Regions from separate parts of the Sus scrofa genome. Here all the other regions are linked to region 4. Evidence: chromatin contacts called from public HiChIP or PLAC-seq data. All regions are on one chromosome and are shown on one strand. Each heading gives the region's core, a stretch centred on a gene start, on an enhancer-like site or on the middle of the called end of the contact. The rest is flanking DNA. Distances are from core to core; before and after follow the strand shown.

Region 1 (5,348 bases), core at 2,065-4,564, 310 kb after region 4:
GGCACAGAGAGGATTGGGTAACGATGAGCATCGCAGGGCCAGTGAGAGCTACGGCAGCGTGGCTAGGGCGGTGTGGCTCCCAAGCCATCAGTGGTTACCCAGGAACCGGACAACGTATCACCCAGCGCTGCAGCTGTTCTCCACGGTGCATGGCCCGTGTGGTGGGTCAATCCATGATCACTCCATTCGACGCGAGAAAGCACATCCCCATGTTCTTCAGAGGCTTAGACGAGTTTGAGAAACCCTTCAGAGGGCTGAGAGGACCATCAAGGACACGGTCGCAGAAAGCAGCTCCCTCACCAAGATTCAAAGTGGCACAGGCGTCAAAGGAGAGGAAGGGAGCAGATGCCCTTCGAGGACCGAGACGGGAAACCGCACGCTCAGGGAGCCTCCTCACGGGCATGTGACTTCCACCCGAGCACCTGTCTGCAAGGGGAGCCCAGCTCCGTCCGCCAGCGCCCACTGTCCTCTCTAGGGAAACGGAAACGGGTCTTCCAAAGGGTATCCCTTGTAGCAACACGAGCAGAAGGTGCTGCTTGGAAGCACAACTGGGGCGGGCAAAGCCTTTGCAAACCTGCAGGGACCTTCCAACGGAGACCTGGGGCAACGCAGCTTTTGACAACTGAGTCCCAGAGCCCCTTAAGAGACAACAGGGGGACCCGCCTCAAAATGCCGATCGCCTCGCTGACACTCGAGAGCCTCAAGACGTCATCCTACTTAAACAACCTTGGGATTTCCAGGGCGAATGCGAGATGACAAGCTCTGAGTCAGCCAGAGGGGCAGCCTTTCCTTGGGTAGCTTCTGCTTGCTCCAGGTGCTGACTCTGTGGCTCTCCAAACAGAAGTGGAAAACAGCAACTTCCTTTTCATCTTTTTCCCACCTCTAGGACTGTGGGAGAGAGAAGACATTGCCAGGAACCTCTCTCCAAAAACAATGAGTGGGAACAGATCCGTTACCAGGAGGAGAAGACACCTGTCATTCCCGTGGAGACAGGTGGGTACTTGTGGCAGCTTCTGGGGGATCAGCAAGGTGCTGGCAGTGGCCCCTGGCACCTCTTTTCCCAGGCAACCATGTTCAGGTGCTTTGTGGCAAGCTGCCAGCTCAAGGCTCTAATTAATGAAAGCGCTCTTCTTGCCAAGGATATGGGCCATTTTGACATTTCAGTTGGAGACCGGAGCTCACGAAGGTTCAGCTTTGGAAGAGCAACTCTGCTTTTATCACGTTTGATCTCCCCAGTGGGAAAAGCCAAGTGCCCAAGAGTTGCAATAATCATGTTAAGTGTCAGTTTCCATTGCCAAGAAGCAGTACACTCTTTTCTTTACCATTCTCTTGGGGGAAACTCCCACTGAGTCATCTAGTGGGTTCTCTGCTTATCTTGCAATCCCACACCAGCAGCATCTTATTTTCCCGATATATCCAGGCTGTTCTGCAAGACTTTATGGTCTGTGGTTTTGAAGATCATTAAACTTAGGCTCAACCCCAGAGCAGAACAGGGTGCAGGATCTCCCAAGACTTATATTTAAAGTGCTAGCCACTTTACGCATGAAAAGATCCTCCACTTCGCTAATTAGTAGAGAAATGCAAATCAAACTACAATGGCTGTCACCTCACACCAGTCAGAATGGCCATCATCCAAAAGTCTACGAATAATAAATGCTGGAGAGGGTGTGCAGAAAAGGGGACCCTACGGCACTGTTCGTAGGAATGTAAACTGGTGCAGCCACGATGGAGAATTGTATGGAAATTCCTTATAAAAAGCTAAAAATAGAGCTACCATATGATCTGGCAACCCCACTCCTGGGCCTATATCCAGAGAGAAACATAATTCAAAAAGATCCATGCACCCCAACGTTCACGGCAGCGCTATTTACAACAGCCAAAACCTGGAAGCAACCTGTGTCCAGCAACAGATAAACAGATAAAGAAGATGTGGCACATACATACAACGGAATACTACTCAGCCATAAAAAGAATGAAATAATGCTATTTGCAGTAGAGATTAGGTTCATTCTAAGAGAGTTAAGTCGGAGAGAGAAAGACACACATACAATATCACTTACATGTGGAATCTTAAAAAAAAAAAGGATACAAATGAACTTTTTTACAAAACAGAAACAAACTCACAGACATAAAAAACAAACTTATGGTTACCAAAGGGGACAGGGGGGAAGAGGAGAGGCATAAATTAGGAGTTTGGGATTAAAATATACACACTACTATATAAACAACAGATAAACAAAAAGGACCTACTACATAGCACAGGGAACTATACTATCTGCAACAGCTTATAACGGAAAAGAATCTAAAAAAGAATAGATGTCTATATGCATTACATGTATGTGTGTGTGTGCATGTAACTGAATGACTTTGCTGTAAACTTAACACACTGCATTGCAAGTCAACCACATTTCAGTACAAATGCTGTAAATAAATAAAGTGCCAGCCACTTTAAAGTGGAGCGTTACCCCGCTCATTGCATGAGACAGGCAAGTCTTTGAGAAGACTGTTCTTCAGCCCCTGACCAGGTCACCACCTCTGCCTCTACAAAGGCGGAGCTGTACTGGAGATGACCCCTGATCACTTCCAGCTCTAGAACTCTCCGGTCGTTACTCTACGACTGGAGACTGGGTGTTGGTGGCGCTGGTGGGGGCAGCGGCGGTAACGGTTGTCCTCGTAATTCACCTAACAGGTCTGTTGGAGGAGCTGCCGTGCGCAAGTCTCAGTTCACGTCCACGAATAAGACAGATCCAAACACCTCTGTCACCTTGGAATTTATTCTACTGTCAGGAGACAGGCAATAAACAATACAGGAAAAATGAATGACCTAGTAAGTTCGAGTAGGAAGTGAAAAACTAGGCGACGGGGGCTTCTTGGGGCAGGCGCAGGTTGGCGAGATGGTGCCCATCCACTGACGCCGCTGAATCGCCGCCGAACACAGGGGAGGCGCGCAGCCCCCTCCCTCCCCAGCAGAGCAGGCGCCCTGGGCACACCCTGGCGACGTTTGGCTCTGGATTCCGGGCATCCTCCTTCCGGCTCCTCCTGCCCGGTGTCGGGTCTTACGGCTGCTTTTTCCCACCCCACTCTCCGGAGAGGGGCGCTGCGGAGCAGGGTTAAGAGCCAGACTGGAGACCCGATTTCTGCGGCCGGAGTCCCAGCTTCCCCACACCCTGGAGCTCGACGAGTTGCCTAAGCTCGCAGCCTCTTGGCGCCTCCCTTGTCTCACTTGGAAAATGAGACAAATAATGATATCAACGCAGGGGACTGAGGCCGGGGTGAATAGGTGGAGCCACCGAAAATTCTCAGCGCGTCGGGGCGGGGCTGGCTCTGGACTCACAGCGCAGCAACCGCACCGACTCCCTAACCCGGCGCCTCGCCCGCGTCCTTACCCGCTGCCTTCTTTAGTGGTTGGCTTGGGCAAAGGCTTCAGAAGGCTGCAGCAGTCATCAAAGTGTGGAATTAAAATAATAAAGAAAAACAGTCAACATGGGAGGAGAGAGAGGGGAAGGATTATTTGGTCGGTACGGATCATTTATGAAAACAAAGGCGAAGCACACAGCTCAACCGATAAATCAGAGGTTGCAATTAGCTTGATTGTAGAGTGACTTGGGCCCATTTTGAGCAACAATAGCGAGAGTGATCATTCTTAATTGAGGCAAATTAAGTATTCGGACTACTCCACGTATTTCTAAAAAGAGTTGTAAGCCATTCAAAGATCCAATTTACACAAACTCTGCTCCATTCTTCTTATTGATTCATCTTTAAATTTTTTTTCCTGCTTCTTTTCACATCTAGCACACTGTGCTGTAGACTCAGAAAACAAGATAAAAATCTCTATGCAAGCTCATCTTTCAGAGCAAATTCTGTAAAATTAAATGTGTCTGTGTGTGCACAAGCCCACAATCCTGTTTGTATAACTGGAGCCCAATCTTGATCATGTCAAAATCCAAAGAGAGAACGGGTAAAAAAAAAGAGAGAGAGAGCTGCCATCGATCGTGCCCTTGAGACTCAGCCATACAGGAGCCCAAAGGAAACTTGGTAGAATCACAAGGGAAACACAATTGACAGCCAAAATTTCACCATCATATCTTTAGTACTTGAAAGAGAAACTAGTGAAATCAAGCTGGTCATTGCAGAGCTGAACGGAGTAGTTGTTTGCAACCCTTCCTCCCTGCACACAAAAAATGCACATATACCAAATTCTCAAATGCCCTTTTGCACGTATAATTTGCAATATTTGTCAACATCCCTTTATTTCTGCCACCCCATTAAGTGATTCTGGCAGTCTGGAACTGCTGTGACAAAAATCTGTGTTTTATTTGTAACTCAGGGTAGTTTTTTTTTTTTTTTTTTTTTTGGTTTTTTGCTTGTTTTTCAGGTGTATTGTTTGATGGGGAGGGTGCTGCTAATTATTATTGTTTCAAATGCATCGAAAAACATACATTAGGGGAGGTTATGCATGAAGCACAGACTTCAAAGGTCCTATTCTTGAAACCTGTTCAAATGCAGATGCAGAGCGATCATCCCATTTCAAAAGGGATTAGAGCGACTTATTTCTTGACCTTGGCCCTTAAGTCCCTTCCTTCCTATTAGCAATGTGACTGTCAGGCACAATGATGACACTACACAGACTATGGATCTAAACGTGCTGTTCATTCTGCAGTGAGTGACAATTAATGACAGCAGGTGCTGGGAGAGAATAAAGGCTGTGCTCTGGCATCGCCAGTGTGTCCTAAGCAGTAAGGCCCAATTCATGAAAATGCCCACACCTCAAAAGGCACAAGGTAATGCTACCGATTCTGCTGCTAAATTAAAAAAAGAAAGAATATGTCATTGAACTATAGCCTTAAAGATCACCACGTTTTATTTGCTATAAATTATGCCTCATCAAAAATGATTATAATTTGTTCGTTGATACTTGCTTAAGGTAGAAGATACACAAAAAGAGGCAATGAGTTACTTCTTGTCCCGGACTGTTCTCCACAGCCAGTTTTAATACTGTAAACTACGGCTACTTGGTTTGACCTCAGGTATATGTTCCCTGGGAACATTTCAAGATCACAAGGCCAAAAGCCAAAGACTCCCAGGCTAAGGATATACAATGATAACATGATGAAGGCATCACCAATATTCACTCTGTGCAATTACCTCCATGGCTACTGCGCTGAAAGCAAGGAGGCCAACATCTGTGCAGCACCAACCCAAACCCTCCGTCCACTGAAATGCCTCCTTTTAATGAAGAGAAAAGCCACAAGCCCATTTACAAAGGGCAGAGTCTTCCTCTTCCTTTCTTTTCCGTTTCAAGCCTTCTCCTGGAGGCTTTTGGAGGAATAATATCATGCCAAGCCTTA
Region 2 (5,720 bases), core at 2,143-4,642, 390 kb after region 4:
AGCACTTAATACACGCTCAATAAGCAACCAGCGCTGCTCCACCGATGAACGCTCCACGTGTAAGGACGGCTGAAGGAGGCAGGACGGCCAGGAAAAGGGGGTGGTGGTGAAAGGATAAGAAGACAGGACAGTTCAGGCTTGGGGCAGGGGGAGGACTGTGAAACTGGGAGCCTGTTGGGCTATTCCCGGTTGTGGGGAGCACCTCAGACCGTCTACTAAGATGAGATGTGTAAGGAAGAACCAGGGAAGCACCCAAAGGAAGGAAGCGGGAGAGCAGGCTTGAGTGAGCTCCGGCATACGGCATACTCGCCGCGACGGGAGCATCTTTTCGCTGCAGCTCTAGCGCTGAGTTAGGTGGGTCCCCTTCAGCCGCAGGGTTCCCTGGCTCCCCATTCCAGGCTTAAAACTTATAATGAAACCGCCTCTTCCTCTCTGCTCTTGCCTCTAGCAGCAGCAGGTGTCTACCTGTAGACTTGGTCTGTCTTTGGGTTTCTGTCCCTGGGGGTGTGTTCCCTGAGTCTCTCACCCCCTCTCCCCTCCCTTGTCTCCTCCTCCCTCTCTCCTAACATTGGACTGGACAGAAACCACCTAGTATAGGAAAAAAATAAGCTATGTCTTCCCATCAAAGGTACCCCGTGTACTCGAGGCTGCTCTGAGGTCAGGAACCATCCCTGATTCAAGAGGAAGGCCAGGACAGTGGAGGCATCTCGGCATCACAAACCCTGATGCCCGGGGGGCTGAGCCACTCCAGCAGAGGTGCAGAGTAGGGTATGCGGACAGGAGCAGCTTCTAGAGTCAAGCTACCCGGATCCTGCCCCTGTCAGTTACTAGCTGTAACCTGGGCACATTACTCAACATCTTTAAGCCTCAGTTTTCTTGGCTATAAAAGACGGAGACAGATGGGAACTAAAAGAACTCAGCACACAACGCTGTTCTGTATATTAATTAAAAAACAACAACAGGAGTTCCCATCGTGGCTCGGTGGTTAACAAATCTGACTAGGGACCCTGAGGTTGCGGGTTTGGTCCCTGGCCTTGCTCAGTGGGCTAAGGATCCAGCGCGGCTATGAGCTGGGGTGTAGATTGCAGATGCAGCTTGAATCCGGAGTTGTTGTGGCTGTGGTGTAGGCCGGCGGCTACAGCTCCGATTCAACTCCTAGCCTGGGAACCTCCATATGCTGCAGGAGTGGCCCTAGAAAAGGCAAAAAGACCAAAAAAAAAACCCAAAAAAACCAAAAAAATATAAAAAAACAAAAGCAAGAAAAGTGCTTAGCACCATACTTGGCGTTAGGTAAGCAACTCCTACGTGCGGGCCACATTTTGGCCTGTTGGCCGTCAAGAACATTTTGTCCATCGTGGCTTTTTTTTTTTTGCCTTAATTTAGATTTATAAAAAAATGCATTAAAATTTTTAACTATTATGTTAAAGTGCTTGTGGTGATTACTAAGTTTCTTGGCACCTTCCTAAATACTCTGCCTGCCTCACTCACCTCATTCCAGATCTGAACCTGGTTGTGGCAGATGGTTCTGGAACCATCGGTTCAGGAAGAAGCCTCCCAGAATCCCACTTTCTAGGGCCGCACCTGCAGCACATGGAGGTTCCCAGGCTAGGGGTGGAATCAGAGCTGCAGCCACCGGCCTACACCACGGCCACAGCCACGCAGGATCTGAGCCGCGTCTTCAAACTACACCCCAGCTCACGGCAGTGCCGGTTCCTTAATCCAGGGTCAAACCTGCATCCTCATGGGTACCAGTCACACTTGTTTCCACTGGGTCCCTGAGGAATCCTCATTTGCATTTTAATGTCCAGATTTCTCTTGTTACTCCTTCCGTTTGTGATTATCTTAGTTCTCTCTCCTATTTTTCCCCATCTTGGTTGTTTTAGGATTGTTATTGAGGCTGGAGGATATTTGTGTTTTTGCAAAATTTGCAGCTGGAATAATGTCTGGACTTGGACTAACGTCATTATGTAGGAAGCTAGTAGTCATGGGTTAGACTCCTGTCCTGAGTTTCATTTTTTTTTTTTTTCATTTTCAGTGTTATTTTTATTTTATTTTTTTGTAATTCCAGATTTTTTAATTATTTTTTTAATGGTTATTTCCCCAATACAGTTTTTTTTCTACTGTACAGCATGGTGACCCAGTTATACGTACATGCACACATTCTTTTTTCTCCTATTATCAGGCTCCATCATAAGTGACTAGACATAGTTCCCAGTGCTACCCAGCAGGATCTCATTGCTAATCCAGTCCAAAGGCAACAGTTTGCATCTATGAACCCCAAACTCCCCAACCACCCCACTCCCTCCCCTCCCCCTTGGCAACCACAAGTCTGTTCTGCGAGTGCATGGTTTTCTCTTCTGTGCAAAGTTTCATTTTAAAGGAAAACTATCCTCAGCTTAAATAGAACATAGATCCACTGTCCCGCCAGCCAAGTTCCTGACAGGAAATGGAAGAGTCCTGAAATGGAATGCTCTTTTATCAAAATAAGTCTTAAATATCATAATCTATTAGAAGAAACTAAGTTTAAGCCAAAGAACCTTTAAAGTAATTCACTGCTAAAGCCTAACATGCTGCTAAGAAGTTTGAATACTAATCAATTAACCCACTAAATAGTATGTTTGTAGCACAGCTCAGGGTTGATCATAGAAAAATAGCCACCTGAGGCTGACAACTCCTCCAGGAGAGAAGTGCCGCATCTCCTAGAATATAGGTCAAAACCTCAAATGCCTCCCAGGGCCAGGAAAGCCAGGACGGGCATGAGGCGGAGGGCGTCAGGAAGCCAACGGTAAACTGGGGGTGCCTTGCGCTGTTCAGAGGGGGCAGCAGTCCCTTAGCTACGTACAGTAGATGACTGCCCCTTAGAAACCCATACTTAGGTCCCAGGTATTGCAATTTTTCAGGACAAGCCCCAAATCCAGGCAGTTATGCAAAAAGTCATGCTTTAAAACACTGGCTCAGCATTTTTAAAAATCACTCAAATGGGCAAAACAAAACACGACGGAGCTGTGAATTTCCAACTTCTGCCAAGAGAATCACCTTGGTTAAAAGAAAGGAAGAAAAGGATACATTTTTCTTTCCTTCTCAAATTCTATCCGGAGCATTTCTGAAGCATGGAAGATTTTAATTCATGCAAATCAGAACACTTTCTTTGCTTCAGTTAACCTAAAAAGAAAAGGCCACTCAGAGGAAACGGCGGACACAAGGTCAAAGTTGACTTCAGAACAGCCTGACACAAGCGTATTCGGACCAACTTTTTTGAGCTGAAGCACCATAAATTTTTCAGAGCTGATATTCCCTTCAGTTCAGAGAAGAAACTGCATTGCATTTGGATTGCTTCACAGAGCCTTTGCGACATTTCCCAGAAAACCCTCCCCCAGCCTCCGCTTCCTATTAGGGGCAAGCTCCTGGGCTCTCCTCGGAAAAGAGGTCATTCCGAAACACTGGGTGTGAGTCACAGGCTAGAAAAGCCCACGAGAAGACCAGCTCGAAGCGACCTACCGAAACTCAGAGAACCGCAGGGGAGATGGGCCGTGACCATACCTAATATTTAACAAGGAGACCTGCACTCGAAGGCATTATTATTTTTCCTTGGCTCCAGAAATACAAGACAGATGCTTTGAGCAATCCTGCTCAGGCTTCACCTCCCACAGGATTTGTGAATACCTTTGCTCTCTGATGAAAAGGATTCTTAAAGCCATTGGCCTACACCAGCCTTGAAGCTGACTCTTTTGAGTTTGAGATGCTGGGCTCTAACCAAAACAAGCCTGAGCGTGCATTCTATCGCTGGAACATCTCTGGTACTGATCAAAGTTAAGGGCAAGAGACAAGATGGACGGGAACCCCTGACCTGGGCCACAGGGGAATAAGACACAGAGGGAGAGATAAGGCTTTCGTAAGACAAGCTGCTCTCCACCAAGGAGGGGAAAAGAAAAGGGATAAGTGAAAAGTTAAATGACCCCAATACCCTCTGAACAAAAGCCATCGCATTAAAAACCCACGGTGTTCATCCCAGAGCCTCCGCCCAAGGCTCGTGTTTGCCAACTACTGTTGAATGTAACACAAGTTTAAGAGGGAAAAAGACACCTGCCAGCCAGTCCCCTGCAGCTTCTGGCAACAGAATGTGACCTACGCTGGGGAAACACCCAGTTTGTCCTTCTGGGTCCTTTATGGTTGAAATTCAGAAATGAGATGACTCTAAAAGTATGCGTCAGTGTCTGACACACTTCGCCTTTGAGCCTTTGAACAATATTTGTCTCTAAAACTTCCTTCTTTCTGGAAAAATTAAACAGCATTTTAAAAAAATGTATCAAAAATATAAAAATGCTAATTCAGGTTGGTTGGTTGGTTTGTCTGGGAAAAAAAAAATAAACCCGAGAGTGGGCTCTCCTAAGACCCTACTATTGGGATCAACCTCCATCTCTTTTAAATTCATCTTGCCGGTGTGGCCACTTTTGATTTGGGCTGCATCCTCCGGAAAGCCACGGGGCATCTCTCACGACCACGCAAAGGGAACGTGGCTGCAAGAGAATACACGCCTCCACTTCAGGGAGACTCATTTCCTTCCCGTCTCCCGTCAGGACCCTCATGGGGAACTGTCACGACCAGAAAGCAGTGACTTTTAACTTCCCTTAGGCTAAATTCAGCGCTCAGACCCTCACAGTGACGGGAAAGGCCCAAGTGACTCTTTCTGATGCCAGTAAGAACTGCACGAGGAGACAGAATTTAACCCGCGGGTGCCATAAACTCAGCTCAGGGCGTCTTCCTCGTCACTGGCCCAGATCTAGCTGCTGCACTGAACACGTCTCTGCTGCAGGGGGTTTCTCTCCTTCCTTACCCTTCTCCAAGCAGGGCACGGGTCATTTCTGGGGATGCCGGAGGCTCCACACAGCAGATACCCCGCCAAGAACAGAAAGGCGCACACAGGAAAACACGCGCATTGGAGCAGACCCTTGAGGACAGGGGAGCAACGGCTCAGAGTCATTCGTGAGAAGAAAAGGATAAAGAAAAACTGACGCGGCATTCGGACTCCTTGGCATTTATCCAAATGAGTCAAAAACTTAGGTCCATGCAAAAACGCCTACATGGATGTTTATAGCAGCTTTATTCAGAATTGCCAAAGATTGGAAGCAATCGAGTTTTTCCCATTCAATAGGTGAACAGGCAAACAAGCTGTGGTCCATCCAGACCATGGAATATTGTTCAGTGCTAAAAAGAAATGCGCTATGGAGCCATGAAAAGGCAGAGGCGCATTAAATCACTAGGTGAACGGAGCCGATCTGAAAAGGCTCTATATCTATTATTCCAACTGCATGACTTTCTGGAAAAGGTAAAACAATGGAGACTAAAAAGACCGGTGGCTGAAGGAGGTTGCGGGTGGAGACCTGAACAGGCAAAGCACAGAGGGCTTTCAGAGCAGTGAGATGCTTCTTCATGAAACTACAACGGCCACATGTCATCCAGGTGTCAAAACGCATAGAATGAACAACACCAAGAGTGAGCCCGAATGTCAGCCACGGACCTCGAGTGATAACGAGCATCAGTGTAGGTTCAAGATCGTAACAAGGCACCACTGTGGTGCTCGAGGCTGGGAGTGGGGGAGGCTGTTCCTGGGGCAGGGGGTGTGGGGCGGGGGTGGGAGGCGGGGGGAGTTGAATGAGGGAATCAGGAGGGCAGAAGAACACTGCCGACGGGGCGTACAAACAGACCTAGAAAACGGAAAT
Region 3 (5,229 bases), core at 1,051-3,550, 340 kb after region 4:
CCAGATAACATATAATACAGTCATTGCCTCCCCTAAGAGATGGAAAGTTAAACACATCATTTCAAAATTGCTTCAGCAATATAGTATTCTCTTTAAGCCAAAGGAACGTTAAATAATTGTCATCAACCCATCTCTTCGTGACCCTGAATTGTTGGCTATTATATCCTGTACATATTATAATCATATGCCCTCTGTTTGAAAGATCATTGCAAAATAGAACCCCGGATTATTTATCATCGTAAGACCCCAAGTTGCTGATATAAAAGGAATATTTTGATGATAAATCCCTAGACAAATGAATGGAGCAGAACCTCTGACATTGCTAATGTCTTTAGATTTACAAATAAGCACCTGAAATACAAAAGGATTGGAAGTGGAAGACATGAGTGCAGCCTGTAGACAACAAATGCCCTTCAGGACATGAGGTAGGGACCTAGAATGGCATGTATTTCAGCCATTTCTAAGAGTTGCTGAGAGTGGAAAATTCAGCCCCCCCGGGCCTGCGCAAACCCGGTCATGATCATGCCACCAACTGCCTTCCTGCTGAATACCAGTGGGCGCCGTCTGCGTGCAGAGGGACTGGCAACGCAGAGATGCACGAAAGGCATTGCTCTTGTTTCTAAGCTTTGCTCCTTGGAAAATTAAGCGAGAGGGGCTACCACCTCCGTCTTGCGTACAGCCTGCGTCTCAGGACACGGTGGACTCTGATTGGAATCATGTTCTAAATGGCTGGTTTCCTGTAAGTTAGAGACTTGGAGGAAATACTTTTTTTTTTTTCTTTTTTTTTTTTAATTCAAGGTATTTTGAAAACCTGTTTCCTAGAGAGGTCTGCCAAAAGACTAAGGGGATCCAGGGGCCCTAAAGGAGCCGTGCAGGCCCCCTGCTGCTCTGCTGCTCTCACCCAGCTCTGCTTTCTCTCTCGGAGCCCACGGCCCCACAGGGGAGCAACTTTCATCTCAGATACATCGAGTTTTACTCCACCCTTTTAATCAGAGAGATGAGTAAGGCTGGAATTCAGAAACACCTCTTCTATGCTGCTTATCAACGTTCTTAAAGGCTGAATTTAACATTCTTAAAGCCTGTCAGACAGCAATTGTATGTTATATATAAAACAGATAACCAACAAGGGCCAACGGCATAGCACAGGGAATTATACTCAGTATTTTGTAATAACCTATAAGGGAAAAGAATGCAAAATAAAAGAATACACACACACACACAACTAATACAACCTTATAAATTGACTATACTTCAATTAAATATATATATTTTAAAAAGAGAAAGTACTTGTATGTTGTTCAAAGAGATCTAAGTTCTGCAGGCTAAGTCAGAAAAACCTCGTGCCAAAGAGTAGACACGTGCCCTAAGTTGCCACATAATATGGCTTAAAATCTGAGATCTGTAGTCAAAATACAAAACTGTTTTCCGCAGGGACCCACACTCGCTGCATGGCACTAGACACGTCACTGACTTTTCTGGGCCTCAGTCTCCTCTACTGTAAAAGGGCAGCAAAAGGCCCACTTCATAGCCTGAAAAGGATTAAATGCAACCACATATGCATATCCCAGAGCTCAGACATGGGTGGACATTCAGTAAATATTGCTCTCACTTCCAGTTGGAGCTCCTTGAAAAATTAAGGCTGGAAGAAGAAGTGTATCTGTCAAACAACTTTTAACACAGCATTGTCTGCGAATAAATTAAGGTGGATATATCATATATCAGATACAGTGTTTATCACATAAAAGACATCACTGATGATAAAATATCACTAAAAAAGTGCTGCTACTCATCTGCTGCCATTGACTGTACCAAGCATCACAATTTTAGAAATCTTAAAATATTTGCCATTTTCATAAAATCAATGAAATGCACGAAGTGTCTAAGATTCCAGAAAAGCTTGGAGATCCAACAGAAGCAAGAACCAGGAAACAAAGAATCCCATATTTCGCTTCTGCAGCTTAATCTCTTTTATCTTGAGGGGAACAAAAATCGTAAAGTTCAGGCCAAACAAACAATTGCTCAACTGAGAATTCCTTCAAGTTCCAGTTTACCCAGTTTACAGCAGTAACGAGATAGGTAGAAACAGCCTCGGAGGGAAGAGGCCAGCGGAAGAATCTGGAAGGTGTTACCACCTTCTTTAAAAAAAAAAAAAAAATAGTTCATTTCCGTCTCAGTGTTTTGATGTTTGAGTTTCAACATTTAAAGCGTGTCGTTCTAAGCCTGTAGGCAGACTACAGGGTAGTGCTGAGGCTCGGCAGACACGCGGAGTATTCCTGACCACGGCGTTAGGTAACCTAGAGCGACCTTTAGTGGTGGCTCCCTGAAATTACAACCAGGCGTCCCAGAGGGGAGGACGAGGGCTCAGCCAGCATGACTAAGCAAAATTCTCCTAGGTCACAGCGGGAGTGATGCCTCCTCCAGGCTCTTGCCTGACCGAGGTTTTGAAGAGGTCTCTGGAGGTGGGGCTAGAAGTGGTGGTAGCTCTCATCACTGCCGTCTTAATACGTGTGGCATCTCCTGCATATCCTTTATTTCATTAACAGAATCGAGAAATGTGGAAAAGGCCCTAGGGATTATCTAATCCAGTTCTCTTATTTGTAGATTATAAAAGTGTGATTCAACTATTCTAGGCCAAAGTCAGACGGCTAGACAGGGGCAGATCCAGGCCTTGAACCAGGCCTCCTAACGCCAAGTGCATTGTTCTCTCAACGGAATTACTTTGCTGTTCATGAGTATTGGCTATGTGTATGTTTCCGCATTTATTGAGCACTTAATACGTGATGAAGTGCATTGAACGCATATTTACAGCTCTGTTAGAAAGTTTGAGATGAATTGGGGATTGGCATATAAAAAAACAGTCAGTGAAAACTACTAACACTTATATAGCTCTGACACCCTGTGAGGTAGGAACCGTCACTCGCATTTCACAGTTGAAGAAACGGAGGCACAGAAAGTCTCTGATAATCACTATCTCCCTCCAAACCCCTTAAAAGTTACATAGAAAAGAGAATGCACTCCTAACATAGCACACGGCTTAGCCACATGCGACAGTAACACGGGCTCAAGAATATAAACCACAGCTTTCGGACATGGTCGGACTTGGAAGACACCAGGGGAAGCATATGTAGAGAATGGGGCCCGTAAGAAAACGAGACCACCGCTTTCTACAGGAGACACCCATGGACATAGAGAACTGGAAAATTATGACAAAAATGACAGTATAAACAGAGACGTTACCAGGGGTGCAAATCCAGGTGAAAACAAGGAAAGGGAGCTGCAGAGGTTGGAGGGCAGATCAAGGGAGGCGGACTGGATACTCTGCCGCTTTCCCCTGTAAGGCTTCTACCCGAGACTCTAAGACACAGGCATTGACACTGTGACAAGATATAAAAGCAAACCCTGAGACGAAGACGTATAAAGGCAATTCACGAAAAGGAATGCTTGCAAATTTGTGTGTAAAAGGACAACAATGACGCACGAGCACTGAAAGAGGACGCTTTCCAGAGTGACCTTCTTATGCCATTTGCCAAAGACGTAAGAGGTCAACCAGAGCGTGCATGCTCCAGTTAAGGCCTTGCGTCTTTATTTAAAAGGCTGGCAAATAAATGCACATTTATACACTTTAAGTTGAAATAAAGTACTAGGCCGATGTACATATTGCTTCTTACTATTCTCCTCTTCGAGCTTTTACATTAACCAGCCAGCATCCCAGCTACATTGGTGGAGCATTAGTGGATGCTGTGGTGAGGCACCCAGACCCCCTCTTCAGAACTGAGGCGCCCCAGCCCACCCCCTGGTCGCAGCTGGTGGGAGTGTTGGCAGCTGGCGGCTCTCGGCTAAGTCATTCCCCAGGGACTGGGTAACACCTAGCCCAAGGTCGCCAACCCTTTTCCAATTGTGGTCAACATGGTGGTAAAAAGACTTGGCCGTCTCGACACGAGATGGAACCACTCTGACGTGACACCCAGCTCCAGACCCCGGACCACGTCACAGCCTCCCTGTCCCGCCTCCCCCCTCCCCAGGCGTCGGCCTCACACTGGTGATTCTCCCCGGCAACCTTCTCACACGCAGATCCCCACAGAGTGAGACACGGAGCGGAGCGTCCTTCCGGGGAGCGTGACACCAGACGGTCAAATAAGAGGCCTTTTCCTTTCTACTAGATATGTCACTATCACTATTTTGACTGAAGACATTTTTAAAAACAAAGGCCCTTGATTCTTTTACTTTTTTTTTTTTTTTTTTTTTTTTTTTTTTTTTTTTTGCAGCATATGGAAGTTCTCAGGCTAGGAGCAAATTGGATCTGCAGCTGTCAACCTCCACCACAGCTCATGGCAACGCCGGGTCCTTAACCCACGGCGTGGGGCCAGGGATCGAACCCACATGCTCACGGATCCTAGCGGGGTTCGTTACCGCTGCGCCACGACGGGAGCTCTGGGTGTTACTGTCTTTGCTTTAACCTCCCTTTGCAGACAGTTCAAAACGGACACACCATGGGCCTTGAACTTTCATGTTAATAATAAAATTTATCTTCAAGACAGTATCTGAATGTTACATACAAAGCGAGGTGGAACAAGAGCAACTGGAGGGAGAGGACATGCGCAATGAACAAGCGCGTGACTAAGACGGCAGTTTTTTCTTCCCTAGCGGATCCAAACGGACAGTCATCGCTGTAAAAACGAGAATTTAACGAAGCCGTGAAAAGCGCTGCGGGAGCTGAGCGGGAAGGCGGCGGGTTGGCCCCGAGCCCGGCCGGCGGGAGGGAAGTGGAGACGGAGGGGCGGCGGCCCAGCGCGGCCGCGACCATCTCCTGCTCCCCCGACTCCGCATCAGCCAGCCTCTCAACACGGCGTTTGGCAGGTGGAAAGGGAAGGGAAGTCCTTTCAGACAGACGTGCCGGCTAAGAGGAAAGGCGCAGGGGGGAAGGGGTGGCGGCAGCGTTTGCGGGGAAAGCGACCAGCCGGGCTTGACTAGAGCACCGGATGTGCCCAAAGCAGGAGTGACCTCCAGGCTGGAGGCGGGGACTTGTCTGGAAACATCTTCTTGTTCTGTTGCATCCTCTAAACCAGACACCCTCGCGTAACGACAGCTAATGGCAGCCTCATCGGGGGAGCCTTGACCAAGACCAAGATCATCACACTCTCGGGATGAGTCAGAAGCCAGGCTGGTGGCCGCCCTTGGGCTCCAGACCAGGTGGGCCGCACGAGGCCCTCCCCTCTACAGAGGCATTTG
Region 4 (5,762 bases), core at 1,971-4,470:
GTCAGCTTCGATGATGTTCAACCAGGCCAAATTCTTTCCAGGTTAACCGCTGAGCTGAGACTTAAAGAGGCCAAACCCAGCCTAAGAAACCATTTCCTGGTTTCGCCCAAAGGGTGAGGGGTCAGTGCGAGGTTGGCCACCGCAGGGGCATTGACGCTTTGTGGTGAACTTGTCCTCTGCATGTAGTAACAAGTCATCACCGACAATTAGGGCACATGCTCTCTTACAAGAAGGGAAAGAAATGCATTGTATCAATAAAGTCTAACATAATATATGCAACGATAATTCCCAATTTGGGGGGAAACTTCCGAAAGAACATTTTCTTATTATCTCCAAAGATCGCAGAGTCGAAGCTCCACACGTGTCACGAGTGCGTGGACGTGAACGTGTTCCAAGGCCAGCGCCTTTACCCACGGTTCTTACGCCGCCAGGATGGCGTGTGAAGGGCTCTCTCGTGGGCTGGCTAAGTTCACTAGAGGACGGTGGACGGATGAGCAGAGGGGCTCCTCTCCCGGCTACTGTGCCTCAGGGAGGTCAGGAGGCCTGCCCTGGCATCCAACGCCCAGCAGTTCGGGACCCAAACCCACCCTGGCACACACAATGCGACGCGACTAACGGATCACCACCGCTTGGTTAGCGCTCCCCGAAGCGGATACCTCTACCCAGGAGAGGACTCGTCAGCGGTCCGACTTATTCCCCCTCCCTGCCAAGGCCCCTTCCTGCCCCTGGGTGGGGAGGGAGACGGACCTTCTCTGTGGCGCCATCTCCTCAAGGGCCAGGCCCCACAGAGGAATTGCACCCTCCAGGGGCGAAATGTTCCTTCACAGCCAGCCTGGCTTCGCCTACCTCAAGAACGTCGAACTTGGCCGTCTTCACCTTGGCCCAAGTTTTCTTCAGTCGAGAGACGGGGCTCATATTCATGCCAGCTTCCAGTTGAAACGGAGGAAGAGAAAGAGAAAAAGGAACAAGAAGTCATTCTAACGTACATTCTGAAAATGTCATTATTAACCGTAAGGAAGTTAACTTTAAAAAAAAAACCTGCCAAACAATTTTTCGGAGGAGTGGCCCATGGCACCCGCCCCCCACCCCCCGTGCCCGCAAATGCCAGCCAGTCCACGCCCACAGCGACACTCGGTTCAACCAGTCTTCTCAGGGTCAGTCCCCCCGGGGTGTGAAAGGCTATGTCCCACTGTGGTTTTAACTTTAATCCGTATTTTCTCCAATGACTAATGACATGGAGCCCCTTTTTCTACACTATCCAGCTGTATATTTTCTCCTGTGAAATGTCCATGTGTTTCACCATTTTCCCTGGGTCATCTGTCTACTTATATTGCTTTGTCGGGTCCTTTATAGATTCCGAGTACGAGTTCTTTTAGGTGTATTACAAACACTTTCTCCCGGGATGTGGATTTTTGCCCTGACGTTTTCTTCGCAGGCTAAGTGGGAAATTAAATAATCTAGTAACTAGACTATGGGCCTTTCAGGTCCCTGGTTTCAATGACCTTTCTGTGCACAGTTTTCACGGGGTAACCCAGATAAAGAGCTGAAGCCTGGCCAGTATGCTGATGCCGGAGACAAAGTCGAAAAAAAAAAACAAAAACAATTTTAATGGAAAAAAGAATTGGGGGGTTTATTAAAATCAAAGTTATTGAACGATGGGGGATTCTCTGGCTTCGAACTGACCTTGACTCAAAGGAGTCGGGTAAGTGGTAAATGGCCTCATATTTCCTGAGTACCTACAATGTATAGGACAGCTAATCATTTATCATATAAACCAGGATATTTTAAATAAGTCATTATCAGTAATTACGGCAAGAAAACAGACAGAAACTGGCAGAACCAAGGCACAGCGTCACCCCATATGCCCTATGTGTACAGAACGAGTGGTCACCGGCATTAAAATCCCCATGATGGCGGGAGAGCAAAGTTTATACACGAGGCTGATAAGGCCAGTGGGTGATAAGCGCTCCTAGGAACACAGGTGCTCAGAAAATGTCTCTGTTTCTCAGGCCACCCTCTGGTCCTCCTGACGGGATCATCTGATTTAGTCTCAGATCATGTATTTCCGTGATGCTTAACACACAAGCTGCCTAAGCACTTTCCAAAGCCCTAACTTAGACAAATATCTCACTTTAAGCTCTTAAAGGTAAATGTTCGGGGAACGTTAGATACATCTCTCGCTTATAAGCTTTTATAGATAAATAATCAGACAGGGATAAACTGACTAAATGTATTCCATGAATTCTTGTGTGCTTAAAAAAAATTATACCGACTTGTACGGATGTTTTTACATAAAAGCATCCTGAACATTCTGAAACAAGTCTCGCTTAAAGAGTACCGTTTTCATGAACCAAGCTGCATTATTTGTACGTTTTTAGTGGCGGCATTTCACAGGACCTACAAAAACAAGGGACTCACAGATTATTGCCATCAAGGAATTAAAGTTGCCGATGTTGAAACACTCCCGAGCCACGTCAATGAAATACTCGATCATCCTTGCTCGGTGCTTCTTCTTTACAGGCTGTAGAGCAAATGGAAAGGGAGGGCAGTTATCCGACGTGCGGGCCGCAGAGGTGAGACCCGAATGAAAACACCCTACAGGGAGCTTGAGCAAAGGCAAAAGGCATGTTCTCACCATGCAGATTTCCGTGGCAACCAAGTAGCTGAGGCGGTTAAACCACTCCACGTAAGCCTCCAAGCTGCGTGTTTTCTTCCGTTCACTGTAGCAACTCTAGAGAGAACGTCGAGTGAGCAGATGAGTTGGAGGAAAAAAGGAGAAGCCTCTCGCTCTCGTCAGACGTGGGCCTTTACTCTCAGTCTGGAGATCAGGAAGGCGGCCCAGAGGGCGACGGGGTGGGCAGCGACAGGAAGTGGGGGGGCTTGGAAACCTATTCTGCGGCCGTCCTGACAGGGCCCTTCTCCCCCGGGAAACGCAGCTGCTCAGGGTGGGCACTGCCCTCAGAAGCACCATTCAAAAATAAAAGGGGGCTCTTGGCTGCCTTCCAAAACAACCCGGACTCATCAGTGAACACCGACTGGCATCCACCCAGCAAGGAGACGCTGGGCGTGCAGAGGGCAGGAATGTTTTCTCTTAAAACGAAGCTTAGGACAGAAGTTTGGAACGTTGCGTAGAGAAACGAGATGCCTCCAAGGCAGATAAACGTTAGTCTCTACCGTCCTGGTCCTCGGAGGGCAGGGACACGTTGTTCACAAGCGAGACGTTAAGCTCATCTGGCAGCTCAAGGTCAAGTCTGCACAGGCTAATCACACCCCTCTTTCCTTCCTTCCAAACGAAACAAACAAACAGAAAAGGCCACTAGCCTCCTATTGCAAAATCTAATCTTCTGCTTCCTGGCCGAGTGAAACTATTCTAAGGACGGAACACAGCTGCTGCCCCTCCGCCCAACGGGGGGGGGGGGGGCTCTCAGGAGCGGGTCCTGTAGACTTTGCCCAATAATTTGAAAGACTTCTGAAGGTCAGTGGGGGGAAATTTTCTTCTGTGTGTACACCGATTTTACAGTCCACGCGGTCTTTACGTGTGGGCTGCACTCAGGCAATAAACCTGTCAGGAGGGATTTCCCTTGAAACAAGAGGCCTTAAAGACCTGTCTTCAGAGCCCCGGGTGTGTCTCCTGCCTTCCCGGCCCTCTTACGGTTGAGTCACACACAGAGCATTCTCCCCAATTTGCTTTCTGGCTTAGTCTGCTAAAACCATTACCCTTTTATCGCCTATCTTCATCGCTACAGACGCCTGCGTCTACTTGCTTATGAAATTTCCCAACAAAGAGGAAGAAGAGGCTAAAAGCTGGTGAAAGGGTAAGAATATTGTCAAGGAACTTGGATCCCAAGTTCGAGAAAAATGCAACGAATCAGTCATGGCTAACGAAAAGGAAAAAACCCTTCTGATTATTTATTTATTTACTATTTATGTATCTTTCTAAGGCCACAGCTGTGGCATATGGAAATTCCCAGGCTAGGGCCTGAATTGGAGCTGCAGCTGGCAGCCTACACTACAGCCACAGCCATGCCGGATCCATCCAAGGCCTGATGCCTCAGCTCGTGGCAACGTTGGATCTTTAGCCCATGAATGAGGTTGGGGATTGAACCTGGGTCCTCACCGATATGAGTCAGGGTCTTAAGCCACTTAGCCACAGTGGGAACTCCCTAATTTTAAAACATAAACCAAAACTGTTCCAACCTCCATCTCTCTACCCACTATCATAGGTTAAAGAATTCCACTTCCAGTGTCGGGCTGACCGCTAGGCAGACCAATTACCTTGTCATTGTCCAAAGGGTCCTTCTGCACAAACGCCTGAACGAATTCTTCTGGGCCAATATAATTCAGCCTCTCCTGAAACACAAACGCAACAGGTCAACGGTATTAAAGGCAAGGAGAAGAAACAGTCTTTCCACTCCATCTAGTGACGCTACCCTCCTTTGTAAACGCAGCCGGTAAAATGAGCCTCGAACCCTCAGCGCCAAAGTCGCCATCCGCAAGGTCTGAGCACAGGCGGTTTTCTGCTCGGGTCAACGCCACACCCAGCAGAGGGGGAAAGGCTGAGAGAGCTGGGAAAATTAATGAGGGGGGGAAGACGAGCAGGGTCAATAAACCCTTTGCTCTTCAGTCTCGCTAAGTATTTATCTTCAAGCAAATTCCCAGAATCCCAGAGAGATTCATACTCAAATGTCTAAACAACACACGTTCCAGCGATTTCACAGACTGCTTCCCACTTGGGTTAAAGCCTCCCTTGAGCTGCCTGCTGACAACACACCGCCCGGGTGCCGAGGCAGAGCGAGTCTGGGTGCTAAGGGACGAGGACGCCAATGGCCTCACCAGCTCTATGTGAGTCAGCTGCTGGGCCAGCGTGTAGGGGTCACTGCAGATGGTGAGGACGCCCCTCTGTATGGACTGTGGCTTGGCCTTGAGGACCGTGAGCCGATCTGTAGACGTGGAGCTGATTTTTGCCAGGATCTCCTCGTACTGGCTGAGCGCGGCGAGCTTGCGGATCAGACACTGCATCATCTGCTGCACATTCTTCCTGTACGTCTGCCAGGGGATAAGCAAAGGGTTAACGCCTCGCCCGGCGGGCCTACGGGCACCACGGTGCAAACTCTGGGCTCCAACGATGTCGCCTTGATGTTGGAGAGAAGCACCTTGACGAGGGCAGTCGGCGCTCCCCTCCAACACGTGAACAGAGACGCTTTCACACAAGGTATCTTTTCAGACCTGTAAGAGTTAGCTCTTTTCTCAGGAGGCTCTAGACAGCACCATTCGAACTGGGCCAGGACAACACTGCAGGGACGTTTGGATGAGCCGGTACCACAGGAACCACATACGGCCAGTGTTCTCCGAGCTGACACGGGAATGTACTGGTTTTCCTCTGGTGGGTTCCAGTGCGGTCATCTCAAGTCAGAGCATCCTTTTCCTAACACTTTTTCTTTAGGGCCACCTTCCTCACTGCCCCACTTTCATCCTTCCCAATGTCATTGGTGCACCAAGGGCACAGACAGCTACCTGTAGAAACACACCAGTACTTCCCGCTCACCCCCCAGCTTCCTGACTTCCACGTGTAACAAGAAAAGCAGCGGAGATTCCCTTTGGTGTCTGATCTCCACTGGGCTCGTGCCCATTTCCTCCGCATTCGTGAGGCAGTGCTAACAGCCACCGCCAACCTTTACACTCGGCAACTCCCCCGTAATGCTACCATCAGCTGCCACTTGCTTGTTACCACATCGCGCTACAGCCACGACACGTGAGAAACT

The links. HiChIP or PLAC-seq counts read pairs in DNA pulled down with a chosen protein or histone mark.
Region 1: an H3K27ac HiChIP or PLAC-seq map of alveolar macrophages shows a contact between it and region 4. The contact joins two enhancer-like sites. A contact is called at or near these places in 1 of 47 Hi-C or Micro-C datasets (retroperitoneal adipose tissue) and 1 of 2 datasets of contacts at active chromatin or transcription factors (alveolar macrophages).
Region 2: an H3K27ac HiChIP or PLAC-seq map of alveolar macrophages shows a contact between it and region 4. The contact joins two enhancer-like sites. A contact is called at or near these places in 1 of 47 Hi-C or Micro-C datasets (liver) and 1 of 2 datasets of contacts at active chromatin or transcription factors (alveolar macrophages).
Region 3: an H3K27ac HiChIP or PLAC-seq map of alveolar macrophages shows a contact between it and region 4. The contact joins two enhancer-like sites. A contact is called at or near these places in 1 of 5 promoter capture datasets (liver), 8 of 47 Hi-C or Micro-C datasets (brain, embryonic fibroblasts, liver and 4 more) and 1 of 2 datasets of contacts at active chromatin or transcription factors (alveolar macrophages).

What each region holds. Positions count from the first base shown.
Region 1 is chr8:136,263,752-136,269,099 of Sscrofa11.1, reverse strand. It overlaps a transcript of RASGEF1B not described here. Among named protein-coding and RNA genes, the nearest start is that of RASGEF1B, 290 kb to the left of the region's middle. Within about 2 kb of position 3,314, at least 12 of the 83 cell types and tissues checked have an H3K27ac peak or open chromatin away from gene starts, as enhancers often do. A contact at or near this core is called in alveolar macrophages and retroperitoneal adipose tissue, where this site is marked.
Region 2 is chr8:136,187,088-136,192,807 of Sscrofa11.1, reverse strand. It overlaps a transcript of RASGEF1B not described here. Among named protein-coding and RNA genes, the nearest start is that of HNRNPD, 350 kb to the right of the region's middle. Within about 2 kb of position 3,392, at least 6 of the 83 cell types and tissues checked have an H3K27ac peak or open chromatin away from gene starts, as enhancers often do. A contact at or near this core is called in alveolar macrophages, where this site is marked.
Region 3 is chr8:136,236,497-136,241,725 of Sscrofa11.1, reverse strand. It overlaps a transcript of RASGEF1B not described here. Among named protein-coding and RNA genes, the nearest start is that of RASGEF1B, 320 kb to the left of the region's middle. Within about 2 kb of position 2,300, at least 12 of the 83 cell types and tissues checked have an H3K27ac peak or open chromatin away from gene starts, as enhancers often do. A contact at or near this core is called in alveolar macrophages and liver, where this site is marked.
Region 4 is chr8:136,576,394-136,582,155 of Sscrofa11.1, reverse strand. It overlaps RASGEF1B (RasGEF domain family member 1B), which reads right to left. Exons shown (of 14, transcript NM_001195367.1): 5 at 4,834-5,046; 6 at 4,276-4,350; 7 at 2,636-2,731; 8 at 2,419-2,521; 9 at 847-926. Among named protein-coding and RNA genes, the nearest start is that of RASGEF1B, 23 kb to the right of the region's middle. Within about 2 kb of position 3,220, at least 18 of the 83 cell types and tissues checked have an H3K27ac peak or open chromatin away from gene starts, as enhancers often do. A contact at or near this core is called in alveolar macrophages, liver and retroperitoneal adipose tissue, where this site is marked.